2 separate regions of the Mus musculus genome follow, and region 2 is linked to region 1. The links are chromatin contacts, called in public HiChIP or PLAC-seq maps. All regions are on one chromosome and are shown on one strand. The core of a region is the stretch at or near the end of the contact, and the rest is flanking DNA. Distances in the headings are between cores, read along the strand shown. Region 1 holds the start of Iglon5 (IgLON family member 5). Region 2 holds the start of Klk7 (kallikrein related-peptidase 7 (chymotryptic, stratum corneum)).

The links. HiChIP or PLAC-seq counts read pairs in DNA pulled down with a chosen protein or histone mark.
Region 2: a contact with region 1 is called in an H3K4me3 HiChIP or PLAC-seq map of embryonic stem cells, with 16 read pairs. The contact joins the promoter of Klk7 here to the promoter of Iglon5 in region 1. A contact is called at or near these places in 1 of 115 datasets of contacts at active chromatin or transcription factors (embryonic stem cells) and 2 of 9 other capture datasets (adipose tissue and liver).

What each region holds. Positions count from the first base shown.
Region 1 is chr7:43,488,778-43,491,740 of GRCm38.p6, reverse strand. It overlaps Iglon5 (IgLON family member 5), which reads left to right and starts at 1,530. Exons shown (of 8, transcript NM_001164518.2): 1 at 1,530-1,796. The coding sequence starts at 1,718.
Region 2 is chr7:43,809,727-43,812,689 of GRCm38.p6, reverse strand. Klk7 (kallikrein related-peptidase 7 (chymotryptic, stratum corneum)) reads right to left here and starts at 1,396. Exons shown (of 6, transcript NM_011872.3): 1 at 1,197-1,396; 2 at 663-767; 3 at 189-330. The coding sequence starts at 729.

The sequences.
Region 1 (2,963 bases), core at 281-2,780:
GGAAGGCCAAGCATTCAAATACAGGACAAGAAGGAGCCATTCTCACTCAACCCACCCAGAGGTGGCTTCACAGAGTCAAGAGACAAGATCCAAACACTATGACATCGTGAGCTTCTCTAAATCCAAAAATATAAAACCCAAAATGCATCAGAACCTGAAACACTTTGAGAAAGGATCTGATCTAGTCCAGGCTAGCCTTGAACTTGATGTGTAGCCAAGGATGACCTGAACTCCTGATCTCCCTGCCTCCACCTCTCCAGTGCTGGGATTACAGGTGGGCAACACCACACCAAAATGAATAAAATATTTTTAAAAATCTAACGCTTCAGAATTTAGAGTGATTTGAATTTCAGTTCTCCAGATTAGGATGTTCAACCGAAATCAAACCCTTGCTTCTTAAGTTGCTCGTGCCAGAAATGTTGTCACCACAATGAGAAAAGTATTTAATAGACATCAAACCTGCAATACTTCAAGGAACAGGAAACGGTCCGCGGTGGTGCCCAGTGGGGCAGAGTGGGTAGAACTGACCTGTGTGCTATGTACCTGACCTGCTCTGTGCCATTCTGTCACACACTGGCGGTCGCTGCCCTTTGCCTGTTTTCCACTTGCCTACGTTAAGGACTCATTAAGGCTGGGGCTACAGGTCAACAGTAGATTGCCAGCCTAGAATGCCCAAGTGAAGAGCTAGGGGTGTGGCTTAGTGAGAGTCCCTGCCTAGAACCCCCCGACAGTGAGAGCCTTGAGTGTGACTCAGAAGTAGCACATCTGCCTAGGCTCCCCTCCAGTGAGAGGGCGTGCTCAGAGGTAAAGCATTTGCCTAGAGTCCCGCATTGAAGGGATAGGGGCTGGCTAAGGGGTATATGTCTTGCCTGGGAAGCCCAAGCAAGGTCTTGGGTTCAAATTAGGGATTCAGTGAATTCTCCTACAACTTATGCGAGCTGAATTGAGTCCAAAGAGTGGGGACCTCCCCCCATCACAAAACATGAAAAGGGAACTATTTCCCCACTGTTTCTTAGCTAACTTAGCTCTTCAAAAAGAAATTAAGTAAATTTATTTGTTTGTATGGGAGTTGGATCTCTGGGTCTGAGGGAAGAAACTGAGATTGGACCCTGTCTAAGGGAGGAGGCTGGTTCCTGGACTCCCAAGGTCTGACGGAGGAGGCTAGGGTCTGTGCATCTGGGTCTGAGGAAGAAGGTTGGGGCTCTTGCACCTGGGTCTGAGAGAGGAAGATTTGGTCTAGACTCCTATGACTAAGGGAGGAGGCTCTGGGGTCTGTACACCTTGGGTCCGAGGGAGGAGGGACAGAGCCGGAGTCTGCAGGAGGGTTGGGCTCCTTCAGCAGAAGGCAGCTGGATGAAGTGCATCTCAGGCCAGGATTCTGGAGACCAGGAGGACGCCGGTTGCCCGGGGGAGGGCGGAGGAGGGGCAGGGCCACAGTAACAAAGGCCTCTCCCTCCAACGAGCAACCCCCCCCGGCCCCGCCTCCGCGGCCCCCCTCCTGCCCTGATTGGCCGTTCTCCCTGCCCGTCAGCACCACCCCCCCTCCCTGGGTCTGCAGCAGCTCCGGCCACCTCGTCGCGCCCCCCCAGCCCCCTCCCCCCGCCCCCGCCGCCCCCCGGGCCGGTGCAGCCGCAGGCGGGGTTCCCCTCCCCCTCCCCCTCTCCCCCAGGCTCGCGCGCCCCGACCGCCCCCTCCCCTCCCCCTCCGCGCCGCCGCGATGCCCCCCCCTGCGCCCGGGGCCCGGCTCCGGCTCCTCGCCGCCGCCGCCCTGGCCGGCCTGGCCGTCATCAGCCGAGGTACCGCAGCGCCGGGGGTGGGGGGCTCGGCGGGGAACCCTGAGGTCCTGGGAAGGGGTACAGGACCGGGGTGGGGGCAAACAGGGAGTTCCCCCCGGGGGGATGCGGAGGTCTGGAGCCAGAGACCTGGGCAGCAGTCCTAGGCTGGGCAGGGGGTCCTTGGGTGCATGGATGCGCGCTGGGCACAGGGATGCACGTCCTCGTCTGGTCAGCTGCTCCATCACTAGCAAGGGGGTCTCAGACACCTGCTGCCGGCCTGGGGCGGCAAGAATGTACCGCTGCTCTAGGTCAGGGAGAGGCTCAGACGTTGGGATGACAGTCCTCACCTGGGCAGTGTCTCCAAACTGAGTTGGGGTACCAGGCCTGGAATGATGCCCTGTTTTGTGGAGGGGGATCTTGTCTTAGCGTTTTTTGGAGAGGGTTCCCTGCGCAGTCCTTGCCTGGGGACTGGGCTCTGCGTCTTTAGGTGAAGGTAGAGGAGGGAATGTGTTCCCAGGGTTAGCAAGCAATGAGGACAGATTGTCCACAGACTGAAATCCCCAGTCCCAGGAATATCAGGAAAGGGGTTGAAACTCCCTATGCGGGTTTTCCTCTCGGCATCTGGGGTGTTTGCAGTTAACTGGGAGATGGTCCTGGAAAGCCAGAAAGTTGAGGTGCCAGACTAAGAATTCTGATCTTAAAAGTCTTTGATGGAATGAATATTTGGGGTGGGGGTTGGGCTGGAGAAGACAGGACAGGAAGGGTTAATGCAGGATCCCAAGGTTACTAGTCTCAGCCAGTTCCGTGGGCCTGGAGACCCTCTCTAACAGCAGGAGTGAGTCCTGCCCTGAGGATGCTTCAGGACTGTGCCTCCCCTGCAGGGCATGTCAAGGAGCGTAGAGTCAAGGAAATGGCACAGAAGGAAGAGGGATGGGCAGAAAGCTGAGCTGTGGGTACCCAGGAAGCCAGGAAAGTGTTAATCTGGTGTTTCCACATCACTTCCTCCAGGCCTTGTCCAATCAAGCATTCCAGAATCAGGGTCATGCTATGCCACCAGGGACAGTAGTCCCCAACATTGTGACCCCAGCAGCCCCAAAGGAAGCAGCTATCTGGTCCTCCAATCAAGTCACCCACAGCCACACAAACATCACAGCTTTACAGCCAAGCCACACCTGCAGACTAGAGAGT
Region 2 (2,963 bases), core at 147-2,646, 320 kb before region 1:
GAAAGTGAGAGGAAGAGCCTGGTCAGAAACCCACGGAGAAGAAGAGAAGAACACAGAGGAAAATCTAGAGAGCCAAAGAGAGGGCTCAGAAATACACACAGAGGGGAACACAGAACAGAGAGAGAGGAGAGTGAGGACAGAGACAGAGACCCAAAGAGACTTACCCTCCCTGCCCTTTCAGAACCTACCCCATTTTGCAGTGGGCTGCTGTGAGCACCCAGTATTTGTCCACCAGCACCCCTCCACAGTGAAGCTGATTGCCTTTGAGCAGAGCCACCTGCCATGGGTGCGAGCCTTCTTTACATTTGTAGCCATCTATAATCCTTTCTCCTTTATCCAGCATCAGGGGGAGAATGAGACAGTAAACAGGGATTTACAGTCAGAGATGAGTCTATAAGGCTCAGGAGAAAAGGCAGAGGATAGGGTGGAGGATCATGCGGAGGATGTGAGAGTGGGTTAGGGAGAGAGAGACTGGGGACCACTCAGAAAACCCCCATAATAGGCACAGACTGCTGGAGAGGCTCTAGGGAGTCTGTCTGATTGAGGACACAAGAAAAGACAGCACCAGACCGCAGAGTCACAGGATCAGGTCACCCGGCCTTGAGCTGTCTGGGAGAGGGCATTCAGACTCAGGCTGTTGGGGACACTGAGCAAGCCCTCACCTTGTCCAGCGGTTTCCAGGGCTAAAGACAGCAGCACAGTTATCAGGGAAAGGAGCCAGACTCCCATCTCGGCGACAGTGGCTCAGGGACTGCCAGATGAGAGAGCTAAATGTTGCCAGAACAAAGGATGATGAAAGACGAGGCACTAAGACAGGGCCCTACCCCATCCTTGGATTCAGGAGTCCAAGCCGCAGGTCTCCTCTCTCTGGGATTCAGAAATCTAGCTAGAGCCCTCCTCCCGCAGACCTTGGGGTTTTAGACTCCAGACCACCTCTCTCTTCCCTGGAGTCCAATTCCAGCTGTCCTCTCTTAGATCCAAAGGTTCAGACCCTGGCCTTCTCCCTCAGATCCTAGGATTCAGACCCCAGCTCTCCTCTTTCAGACCCTGACCCAGGGCAGCACCTAAACTCCTTTGCTTTTATCTTGTGGGTGGATAGCTACCCTCTTTTGCCCCTCATGGCCTCCTGTCTAGGACCCTGGAGCCCCAGTCTCCAGGGGGAATTGTGTACACCCCCTGATGAAAGTTCCTCTCACCTGGGAGTGACTTGGCGAGGCTCTGTCCTTGATCCGGAGACCAGTGTCTCCAGCCTTCTATAGGGCTGGCCCTTTTATACCTCCCCTGCCCCCGCACCGCCTCCAGCTCCCTGGGGCACAGGTGGAGCTGTCTCTGGGTGCCTTCCCTCTGCTTTGAGCATAGGGTTATCTGAAATCCCTGAGGCAACCCCAACAGTTGGTATCACAGATCTTTCCCTCCACCCTCTTTACTGCAGTCAGGCAGGGCGGGTGGAAGCCAGCCCCCACACATTCTAGCATCACCTCGTCAAGGATTGAGTCGGTCCCTGGAGCAGAATTCAAGCAGATGCAGAAAGCACAGGGGCATTCAGTTTGGAGCCTTACAAGGATTGTTTTCTAACTCTGACTTTCTCTCAGGGTAGCCCAGACCCCACACCGTGACCAGGACCAAAGTGTTAGAAATCCTGCCTGCTGCATCCAGTACCGCCTTTGAGGCTGAACTCACTCCCAGCCCAAAAAGACTTAATGTTGTTTGTTTGTTGTTGTTGTTGTTTTGTTTTGTTTTAAAGATTCCACACTCAACACCAGCAGGACTCTTATGGATATAGGTCTCATCTCTGTCCTCATGTTCTTTAAAAATAAATTGTAAGTTATATTTACATATTGTCTGTATGCATGTGTGCCATGGTTTACACGTGGAGTTGGGGAGTTGATTGTCTCCTTTCATCATGTGTGGTCTGGTGGTGGCAAGCACCTTTTCTCACTGAGCTGTCTCGCCAGTGGTCATATTGATCTTTCATCATATAATACATTGATTTTTTAATACATTTTTACATTTAATATCTTATATACACTTTAATACATGTATATGTACATATACATTTAATATTGTTTAATGCACTTACATAAAACATATACATTATGTTTTCTAATATCAAAGATGTAAGTATCAAGCATTATCTAATAGTGTCCCCTCCCCCCCACCAGGTCTCATTTTCTCACTTTTTTTTAAAAAAAGATTCCACTCTACCTTTCTATGGTGGTGAGAGTATTGGGATTAAACGCAACACCTTGCACATAGTAGGTGAGTGCTCTACTGCTAGTCAAACCCTAGGCCCTCACTGGGGGATTCTTATGTTCATAGAAAGACACAGACAGGTAGGTAGATGTGGTGTCACATACCTGTGATTCCAGCTCCCAAGGTGGCGGCAAGAGGGTTGGGAATTCAGGGTTGTCTTTGGCTATGTGAGTAGGCTTGCACAAGATACTCTCATAAAAAGATACTCTCATAAAAAACTTTTAAAAGGTGGCTCACTTTTTATCCTGACTGGTGGTGTCCCCCTCCTGGGTGCCAATTCTGAGACTGTACCAGTCTTCTTAGAACCATGACGAACATGGCAGTAGGTTAGACCAACACACTGTGGATGAACGGAGGTGACCTTCTGGGGTTGCAATGTTGTTTCTGAGCCAGTGGACACACTCGCAATGGCATGTCTCCCTCTCCTAACTGTTCCAAGCATCCTTCTGGGTTATAGCTATTCACTCTTGGAGTTGAATACAAGGCCAGCTCATACATGGCCCTCAATAGAAAGCCAAATCCACTTCTGAATTCTCTGCCCTCCCCCTCTTCCTTCTCCCTCCTCTTCCAGAGACAGGCTGTCACTCTATAGCCCATGCTTGCCTTGAACTTGTGATCCTCCCATCTGACTTTTGAATGTGGGGGTGTCAGATCTGTGTTGGCATTTCTCTATGGAGCCCTATATCAAACCACAGAGGTTAAAAATCCAA